Linked DNA regions of Capsicum annuum: region 2 is linked to region 1. Evidence: chromatin contacts called from public Hi-C data. All regions are on one chromosome and are shown on one strand. Each heading gives the region's core, a stretch centred on a gene start, on an enhancer-like site or on the middle of the called end of the contact. The rest is flanking DNA. Distances are from core to core; before and after follow the strand shown.

The links. Hi-C and Micro-C count contacts between places; a contact is called where the count stands out from the background.
Region 2: a contact with region 1 is called in a Hi-C map of leaf, with 2.9 times the contacts expected there. The contact joins the promoter of LOC107879578 here to the enhancer-like site in region 1. A contact is called at or near these places in 5 of 5 Hi-C or Micro-C datasets (bud, leaf, pericarp and 1 more).

What each region holds. Positions count from the first base shown.
Region 1 is chr8:173,400,818-173,406,153 of UCD10Xv1.1, forward strand. All of the region lies in intron 1 of LOC107879577, which reads left to right. Among protein-coding and RNA genes, the nearest start is that of LOC107879577, 10 kb to the left of the region's middle. Within about 2 kb of position 3,269, at least 1 of the 5 cell types and tissues checked has an H3K27ac peak or open chromatin away from gene starts, as enhancers often do. A contact at or near this core is called in leaf, where this site is marked.
Region 2 is chr8:173,441,666-173,447,262 of UCD10Xv1.1, forward strand. It overlaps LOC107879578 (pentatricopeptide repeat-containing protein At2g17210), which reads right to left and starts at 3,984. Exons shown (of 1, transcript XM_016726598.2): 1 at 1,487-3,984. The coding sequence starts at 3,984. The coding sequence ends at 1,858. It overlaps LOC107840646 (probable galacturonosyltransferase 3), which reads right to left. Exons shown (of 9, transcript XM_016684570.2): 9 at 4,240-4,718. The coding sequence ends at 4,443. LOC107840645 (protein NLP2) reads left to right here. Exons shown (of 5, transcript XM_016684569.2): 5 at 1-1,289. The coding sequence ends at 767.

The DNA of each region.
Region 1 (5,336 bases), core at 2,019-4,518:
AGAGTTCTCTGGTTGAAGGAAGGTGATAAGAATACTAAATTCTTTCACAAAATGGCAAATGCTCATGAAGATACAACAATATTGACCAATTGGTGATACAGGGAGAACTTACCAAAGAACCAAGCCGAATTGAAGGAGAAATTGTGGACTATTACAAAAAGTTATACACAGAATCCATCCAGTAGAGACCTATCTATCAAAATACTCAGTTCCCAGTTCTAACAGAGGAGGATAGGGTAGCTCTCCAAAGCAACATTGATGAAACTGAAGTTTTGAGGTGCCTCAAGTTGTGTGCATCTGATAAAGCACCTGGGCCTGATGGTTTCACTATGGGTTTCTTTATCAAGTGCTGGGAGGTGGTAAAGCAGGACATTCTGGACACTTTTCAAAACTTCCATGATCAGAAAGTGTTTGAGAAGAGTTTTAACGCAACTTTTATTGTACTTATTCCTAAAAAGAAAGGTGCCAAAGAGTTGAGAGATTTTAGACCTATAAGTCTGATTGGCAGTATTTATAAGCTGCTTTCTAAAGTACCGACTGAGAGACTGAAAGGGGTGATTAGCAAGTTGGTAGATTCTTAGCAAATGACATTCATTAAAGGGAGACAAATAATGGATGCAGTCCTGATTGCCAACAAAGCTGTTGATTCCAGAGTTGAGCAGAAAAAACCAGGTATTCTTTGCAAGCTGGACATAGAGAAAACGTATGACCATGTTAACTGGAGATACCTTGTGAAAGTATTAAAAATGATGGGTTTTGGCAGAAGTGGTTGAAATGGATGAAGCAATGTATCTCAACAGTCAACTTTTCAGTTCTAGTCAATGGTTCTCCTGCAGGATTCTTTCAATCACAGAGAGGACTCAGGCAAGGTGATCTTTTGTCACCTTTCTTGTTCCTAATTGCTATGGAAGGATTGAATAATATGATCAAGACAACGAAATTGAGAGGTTGGACGAGGGGTTTTGAAGTAGTCTGAGAAGGGGTTGACAGCCTGGAAGTGACACACCTTCAATACGTGGATGACACACTTATCTTTTGTGACGCTGAGTAAGATCAGCTGAAGCATTTAAGGGTAATCTTGGTTTTGTTTGAAGGGGTTTCTGGTTTGCATATTAATTAGAGAAAGAGTCTTATGTACCCTATTAATCAAGTCAACAACATGAGTTGGTTAGCAACAATCCTTGGTGGTGAAATTGGCACTCTGCCAACTACATCCTTGGGATTACCTCTGGGAGCTAAATCTAAGTCCATATATATGGAACAGTGTAATTGAGAAGGGGTTGACAGCCTGGAAGTGACACACCTTCAATACGCGGATGACCCACTTATTTTTTGTGACGCCGAGGAAGATGAAGCATTTAAAGGTAATCTTGGTTTTGTTTGAAGGGGCTTCTGGTTTGCATATTAATCGGAGAAAGAGTCTAATGTACCCTATTAATCAAGTCAACAATATGAGCTGGTTAGCAACAATCCTTGGTGGTGAAATTGGCGCTCTGCCAACTACATACTTGCGATTACCTCTGGGAGCTAAATCTAAGTCCATAGATATATGGAACAGTGTAATTGAGAAGAGTGTGAAAAAATTAGCCAGGTGGAAATCACAATACTTGTCTATGGGTGGAAGATTGACACTAATCAATTCAATACTTGACGTTTTTCCAACTTACATGATGTCCCTTTTCCCATCCCAGTAGAGGTCATCAAGAGGTTGAACAACATTAGGAGGAAATTTTTGTGGCAGGGCAATAAGGAAAAGAAAGGATTTCACTTAGTAAAGTGGAAATCAGTGATAACTGGGAAGAAGAATGGTGGTCTGGGGATTAAGAACCTAAACTTGCAAATTAAAGCTCTTAGAATGAAATGGTTATGGAAGTATGCAAATGGTAACCAATAGTTATGGAAAAGGGTGATTGGAGCTAAATACGTAGCAGAAGACAAATGGATGACCAAAGTTGTGACTTCTCCCTATGGGGTCAGCCTTTGGAGATCCATTAGGAACCTGTGGGATGAAGTGAAAAGCAACTCAAAGGTGAAAGTGTTTGATGGGGCCAAGACCAAGTTCTAGAAGGATAACTGGCATGAGAAAGGCAACTTGGAAGAGTTATTTCCTGACATCTATAGCTTAGTCACATTTCAGCAAGGGTATATAGCAGATTTATGGACACCGCAGGGTTGGAACTTCAACTTCAGGAGACAACTTAATGACTGGGAAGTTCAGAGGTTAGCTGAATTTGTCAACACAATGGTGCCTTTCAACGTACTCCAAACAGGGGAGTATATCTTTTGGTGGACAGGAAACAATAGAGGAGTATACAAAGTCAATAGAGCTTATAAGTTGATGGATCAGGCAAACCAGCAGAATATAAATTGGCCATGGAAACCAATCTGGAAAAGTAGAATACCACACAAAGTATCATGCTTTGTCTGGTTGCTGGCCAAAGAAGCAGTCCTAACTCAAGATAATGTTATGAAGAGAGGGATAACCTTATGCTCTAGATGCTTTCTTTGTGAGGAAACATTAGAGACTGTTAACAATTTGTTTCTACACTGCAAGTACACTCAACAACTATGGAGCATTTTTTTTAGTCTTAAAGGCATTTACTGGGCATTAAAGAGCTGGGAAGATTCAGGAGCACAGGCGAAGGACAGAGACAGATGGAGACTTATCCCTGCTGCTATATGGTGGGCAATATGGAAAGAGAGGAACTTTAGGTGTTTTGAGAGCATAGAGAATAGTGTACAGAATGTGAAGCTTAACTGCATTCTACTGTTATGTTTTTGGTGTAATCAGTTATACTCAAATGCTACTGTCTCTATAATTGATGTTTTAGACTCAATTTAGTCATAGAGCAGTAAGATTTGGGGACCACTTGTAGATAAGGTTTCAGTACAACCTATGCACTACCTATGCACTGTTTTGTGATATCATACAAAGTTACCAAGTTCAAAAAAAAAATAGAGCTTACAATCCAAGAAGAGTTCTAAATTATTTACAGGGGTCAATTTGGACCAGGTAAGGAGGCTAACTAAATATCTTTCTCGCAAAAGACTACTAGAAGTTGAAATTCCATCAAAACATCTTTTGCTCCTCGCTATCCATAAACACCAAAATATAACACCCGGGGTCATCATCCAGACACTCTTGATGGTTTTTTCAGCTTCCCGTGAACTCCAACTTTCAAGAGCATCCTTAACGGAGAAGGGCATGACCCAAAAAAGACCAAAAAACAACAGAACATATTACAAAGGTCCAAGGCAGCTGGACAACGCAGTAACAAGTGGTTGACACTTTATGTGTGCTTGTGGCAGAAGTAGCATCTGTTGGCAAGCTGGAATTTCTTTTTGGAGAGATTATCCTGTATTCCTGTGTGAGGCATGAGTTGAGCTGTGCAGTCCAGCTGAAACATATTACTTTGATAGGTAGTTTAGTCTTCCATACAAGCTTCCATGGTCATTTGTCAATCATGGAGTTCCTTGAGCATAAGCTGTGATAGCCTTCCTTGACCGTGTAGTGACCTTTTCTTGAGTTACCCCATTTCAATCTATCGAGCTCTCGGGGTGAAAAGGAGCAAGGCTGCAATTTGGCAAAAAAGTCGAAGATGTCATTAAGTTCCCAGTCATGAAGGTTTCTCCTGAACCTTATGTCCCAATTGTCATCTAATCTGTTGCATGCTATGATAGAATCTGGTTCAGCTGCAATGGTGTACAAACTTGGGAATTCCTCACTCAAAATTGTATCCCCCAACCATATGTCCTTCCAAAATTTGATGCGAGAGCCATTCCCCACCCTAAAAGTGATGTTCTCAGCAAAATCAGGCCAAAGTTTACTGATGCTTTTCCTTAGGCCAAATTTGTTATTGTTAAGACTGAAAAGTTGTATTATGATGGTTGAGCATCATTTCCGATAAATGGCGAATAAATGATAGCAGGACATGGCTTCTTTATTAAAACTATGCTGGTAAAAGAGAAAAGCACAACGAAGCAACACGGTGCTTGGGCTTGAAACGGAAAGCAAGAAGTGCAGCTCACAATATTTTCATAAAATTGCAAAATTCCAAACATATTGGTCTGGAGTGGTGGTTGTTATAGTAAAAGGAGTTATTCTACGTGAATATGTTGCAAGATAATATTTTGGTGATTCTTGCAAGGGTGTTTTTTGTTACAATCTTTGAAGTAACAAAGAGATTTGTATATCTCTCCATTTTGTTATGCATAACAAAGACACATAATTTGTTGATTGATATAACTTAGCTTTTCTCTATCATATTCTGCAGCCCGGTCCATGATGGAAAGCTGAAAAGGGTTCTTAGACATGAGGAACTTATCCCAAATAAAAAAAATTAAGGGAAGAAGATAAGTTCTTTGATAAGATTAGTGTACCTGTTTTTATGTGCAGAAATGTTGAAAACGTTATGAAGGAGAAAGGAAGAGGATGAGTATGCTTCTGGAGGCAACAATCCTACGAAGAGACTATATCTTCTAGAACCGATGATTCTGAAATTTCCGATCACATCATAGTTTGTCACATTTCTAAGAATCAGAAAGTATCAGTTAGGAACTTCGAAGGAAGATAATGGTGGACATTCGAGAGTATAATTTCGAAGATGGAGCATATGCGGAGAAATAAAGGCTTCTCATTGAGTATGTATATGGGGAATGTTGTCAGAGATCATGCAGAAGAAATTGACGAGGTTGTTTCTGAGAACAATTTAATTTTGGATCTGTAGCATATGCTCCCACTAAGTGGGAACATTCTGGGTTTGTTGTTGTTGTTGTTGTTGTACGTCTGTAGCATATGCTGAGTTGGTGGATAGTGTTTTTATGGGTTAAGATAAGTTGAATTGGAACTAGTAAATGTTTTATATAGGAATGTTCTAGATTAGGAATAAAGCAAGCTCTGCGTAAGTTCGCAACTAAATGGCTTTATAGGATATACACTTTCTGAATGGATATCTACATTCATTCTTGTTCCTTATCCTTTAAACAGAAAGAGAGAAGTAGGAGGAGGAGGGCGAGGGATACTTCTTTGTTGTCACATCTCAAAATTTGTTTAGTTTGAGCTTTCTATCATGATCTGGTTTTTGGTTGTTTGCTAGACATATGAGACTTAAACGCTTTTACGGTGCATTTTTATTTTAAGATATCACACCATTGAACATTTGACTCTCAAGTTTAGCTGTTAGGAGCATGCATTTACATATAAACTATCTGATGGAGAATCAAGATCCATAACTTTTCACAGAATTAACTGCTGCTTAGGGCTGCATCGATAGCTTTCGTTTCATTTGTCATGATAGTTATACACACACACACACATATATATAGTAGAAGAATGG
Region 2 (5,597 bases), core at 2,734-5,233, 42 kb after region 1:
AAGTTGGCCACTCGTTACAGAAGCTTCAACTTGTGATCGATTCAGTCCACGGTGCCGAGGGTGCAATTAAACTAAGTTCTTTCTACACCAACTTCCCTGAACTTAGCTCTCCAAATAATCCCGGTACCAGCAACTTGTCTGCTTCTAAAGACGATGATCATCTGCAGCAAGTAAATACTCAACTTGATGTCAGCCCCGTGACCACCACATCCAAGTCAACTTCTTCGTCTGGCAGTCATAACTCCAGCTCAAGTTTATTGTGTTCGACTACAAATGTCTTTGCGACAACGGAGGAACATCCTGCAAGAGGAATGCTAAAGAGGGCACACACGGAAACAGAATTGCATGACATGGGTCAAGAAGAAACCAAACTTCTGGTCAGGTCACAGAGTCAAAAGATCCAAAGCAATCACAATTCTTCGGAACCTCTGCGCCCTTTGCCAAATCAGCTCTTACAGGATTCAGGTACATTTAAAGTAAAAGCCATATTTGGGAAGGAAAAGATCCGTTTCAGCCTGCAATCACACTGGGGTTTTGGAGATATTCAGCATGAGGTACTGAGGCGTTTCAATGTAGAAGATGTTGGCAAAATCGACCTAAAGTATTTGGATGATGACGACGAGTGGGTGCTTCTGACATGTGATGCCGATCTTGAGGAATGTATTGATATACATAAATTATCTAAAAGGAGGACAATAAAAGTTTCCCTCCACCATACTTACCATCATAATCTTGGAAGTTCATTTGGTAGCAGCGGTCCAGCCTAAGCTATACTTGCTCTGCAAGTGTTTCCAGATGTGGGGTCATGTTTGTTTGCTAAGAAGCTATGGAAGATTCTTGACTGCAAAGTAGAAAGAACGGCTTTTTTCACTTTCTTTCTTAGTGTTAGTGGTTGATGTGGGGAGATGGCAGATCCATGGCCAATCGGCGGCCACCCTATATGCAGTTATTTGACATACTTGCTGATTGCACACTGCATACCCATTGTATCACCTTTTTTCAATCAATGGGAATGTAATATAGAACATACAATTAACCATCGAGTGAGATGAGATGGGACGTTCAGTCATGCTGATTGTTAACTTTGGCATACTTCTCTTTGTGGAAGAGGAGAGGAGGGAATGCTCTTCAATAGTCATTTTGCATTCTCCACAGAGGATACAGCGCAAAAGCTGATTATGTACTTTTTCTAAGTTCCAACCATGTGTAGTTACTGCACTTAGTTCCAGTATCCTGGACAAACAGTTTATGGATCTTTCTGATTTAACGAGAAAGGAAATTCTGGATGAGTTTTTATAGTAGTAATTTTTCACTGCAACGAGATTGGCAAGATGTTCTTAGGACATTCCAACTTAAAACTCTTTTTTTTGAAAAAAAAAAAAATGAGATAGCTTCTACTTACACCTAAGATATCTAGGTGATATGAGGTAAATATTGCAACCCCCGTCTTAGCATGACTTGCAAACACAATTTTGGAACTATCAAAGAAGAAAAGAAGATATTTAAAAAGGAACTCTGGTGACCATGTTCATCTCTTATTTTCTATTGTCTTGTGCATTAGCCCTGGGATGAATCACCTCACTCATCCAGGTCACCTCCAAGTAGAGCCTCTGAGCCCCTACCGCCACAGACATTATGTATAGCCCACTTCTAAGGTACCTTTTACCCGATCATTAGATTGCAATACAAAACCTACCAACTGACGAATGGAGGATTCGTTTCCTCATTCCAACCACCTTTCTTTCGAGTATATTTTACAAGCTCCCTTCCAACAATCAAGAGTTTTGCAGCGAAAGAAAGATAGCTCTTTAGTTGTGGAAAGTTGTCGCTTTTACTTGAAAACAAAAGAATCTCCTATCAGCAGGCGACGTCCATTTTCATGTATGAGTGCAATTGTTGAATGGTGAACTGCAATTCATCAGACAAAGAATGGTGTTTATCTCCTGCAAGAAACTTGCAGGCCTTACCATTGGCATACACTAAGCTATAGCCAGCTATCACCTTGACACTTCCCTCCTTAGCCAGCATTCTCATTTTAGTGGCATCAACCCATGAATGACCTGATGCATACATGTTTGATGCAAGCAGATATCCAGCCGAGCCTGATGGCTCGAGTTCAAGTACTTGAGGGAGGGCACTGGCACCAAACTCATAGTTTTCATAGTTCCTACAAGCACTCAAGAGCGCCCCCCATGCACTTGCACCAGGCTTTAGTCCATCATGTAGCTTTCTTATCAAATTCATTGCACTATCAACCTTTCCAGCCCGAGCTAACAGATCTATAAGGCAAGAATAATGTTCTAAGCAGGGTTCAACTTCATGATCCCAAATCAACTCCTCAAAAAGAGAAATCCCTTCTTCAACCAGTCCCCCATGACTACAAGCGGATAAAAGAGACAGTGCAGTAACTTGATTTGGCCTTAGGCCACACGCTTTCATCTCAGCAAGTAGAGCTAGAGCTTCATTTGGGAAGCCATTCATACCATATGCTGCGATAATGGCACTCCAGGTCACGACATTCTTGTGTGGAATCAGGTCAAACACTTTTCTCGAAGATCCAATAGAACCACATTTTGAGTACATATCTAAGATCGCAGTTCCCACTACCACATCAGACGCCAATCCTCTTCGAATAGCAATTCCATGAGCGCACCTTGACCTTTTCATATCTGCAGAAAGAGAACAAGCTTCGAGAAGATTTAACATGGTAACGGCATTGGGCGGTTCAGTGGTGTGGCTCATCTCTCGGAAAACAGCAATTGCTTCGTCAGGCATGCCACAGTGGGTGAAGCCGGCAATCATGGTGCTCCAAGTTACTGCATCTCGTGTTTTCAAATTACTAAATTGATTCCATGCATGAGTTATGAGATTGCAACTTGCATATGCATCGATCAAAGAGTTTGTAACCAACTGATTCAACTCAAAACCTCGTCGGAGTATTCTGGAATGTATCAACTTGGACTGGTCAGGGTCAAGGAAGGACTTACATAACTGCAGCAGATTGACCAGAGTGACCTCATCAGATTCAACTCCGGCCTTCCGCATCGAATCAAATAAAGTAAGGGCCTCGGAATGCATCTCATTCTGCACAAGTCCTGACAAGAAAGTGTTCCAGGACACAACATTCTTCTCAGGAATTTCGCGGAAAACTCTCAATGAAGAATCCATGTGGTTGCATTTAGAATACAAGTCGATCAGAGAATTGGGTACGAACACATCATAACCCAGAGCTCTAGAGATGACAAATCCGTGAATTGACTCTCCCATTCTAACGGCCTTCGATTTGCTGCAGGCTTTGAGTACACTTACCACTGATTGTCCGTCTGATTTTATCCCAGAATCAACCATCCGTCGGAACAACTCGAGAGCAACCAGAGTTTCCTCGTGAGTTTGGGCATAGGCAGCAACCATGACAGTCCAAGAGATAACGTCTCTGTCAGTCATTTCATCGAAGAGGTTATGTGCAAGCTGCATTTGGAATTCAGCATAGAAACGGAGGAGCGAGTTTTGGAGGGAAGTAACAGTTGAACACCCAGCACGAATGGTAGAAGCATGGACCGTCCGCCCAGCCTCAAAAGCTCTAAGATAGCGATAAGTTTGAATGACAAGCACTAAAGTGGAGATATTGGGTTGAAAACCTGAAGCAGCCCAAGCCTGAGTGAAGAAGCATAATCCTCGGGGAGAAGCAACAGAACGGTGTAAGTGGGCATGAATGATTACATTCCAGGAAACTGAATCTTTGTTGGGGATGCAGTAGTTAAAAACAAGGAGGGCAGAACCCAAATCTCCAGATTTAGCATAGAAGTCCATCATAGAATTAGCGACGGAAGTGAAAGCGAGGAATCCCTGCTTAACCACAGAGGCATGGATAGACTCGCCGTTTCTAGTGGAGGAGGAGAGGTTTAAACATGCTCTGAGAAGTCGAACAACATCTTGGGATTCTCTCAACCTCCTCCCTATACTACCACTCCACTTGACACGCATTTGGCAATTTAGTTCGATAGATAAAGAGGAAAGAAGGGTTACGGCCTTCCAACTCCAACTCCAACTCCAAATCCAAAAGCTAGCTGTCTGCCTTCTTCCCTTGCTATCTCTCTCTTGTTTTAATGAATGCTGTTATTAGAATGAATGGTTTATATCTTATGTTTAATCCAAACTTTCAACGGTCTATTTAGCTCCCATACAGGAATGTCATCTACAAGTTACTTTTGATGGTAACAGCAAAAAAACAGTCTAAAATAGACAAACTACAGCCATTAATCTGTCGGTTGTGGAAAACAAATATGCCCATCTGCAGCTGTACTGTTAGGGTACTCAGTTGCTCTCCCAAAATTTCTTGATGCGTTACTGACAATAGTAAGACCTTTTTCCCCTTTTCCTAGTGCGCAAGGAGTACGAGAAATTGATTACAAGTAAAACTACCTCGCAAAAACCTAAATCTACTACTCACTGATGTTACAAAGTTGAAGGTACGTATTATTGAACATTACATATCTAGACCAATAAGATTTGTACTTGGCAATTGCAAGATCCAACCATGGTTTGTAATTTCCATTGTAGTGAACAACAGCCCCCTTTTGTATTTCTGTTTTGTTCAGGGCAGGATCATAACCAAGACCCAACACATGCCAGCTCCGATCCAAAGGATAAGTCAAGTTATAGAAAGTTATCAGCCCCGGAGGTAAAGTGCCAAGTTTCCAAAGTGTTCTGTCGTCATTCTGCAATGGAAATAATAGTCAGCTACAAAAACACATAAGGATGAAGAATTTCAGAAAAGGAAATGACTTTTTCCCGAATATCAAATGCATTACTACTCTTTGCAAGAGCAAAGCTTGCTATGGAAGACTGACTTTTTAAGGCTTGCCCTTTCCATGACCAGAAGCAATTTTTGGAAGAAAATAAACTAAATTTCCTCACTTCTCAAATCAAGAGGTCAAGGGAATAGATGCAATCTAGACATGGTAGATTCTAGAGCAGGGTCTATAGACATGGTAGATCGTAAAAAGATTTGCAGAAAGCCTTCTAAGTAGGCAACAATTCAATTTTCTAGAAGATAGCAATAAAGCTCAATGGAAAATGATCAATCATGCATACGGTATGCTTCTTTGCCTTTTATGGAGTGAGGAGGCACTGGGAATAACAAGGGCTGCAACCTAATAAAACCATATACAAAGTTTTCCCAAAACTAGAAATAGAGGTCACGAAAGTTACATGGTCTGGGTGACAAATTGGTTTAGCTCTTATCCTTATTGTACTATTTCATCAGCTCCACTCAAAACCTAAACAAGTCATTGTACTGTCCAGAAGACATCATTGATGTACAGCCTTCTTGTCTTCCATTCTATATTACTATCCACCTTCTAATTTCCCATTATTCTATTATCTGGGACCCACCATCATTCTGAAGACTAAACAATAACCCCAAGTTGAAAAAAAGTCAAATTCTATCTCCACTTCTGAACCCATTTTCTCAAATGTAGTTAAACTTCAACTAGCACCTTAATAATCATGCTTGAGACAACAATACCGAGAGGTGGGAGGTATATCTCCTGGCAAATTTTGGCACTTTACTTTGAACCCATAACATCTATCTACCC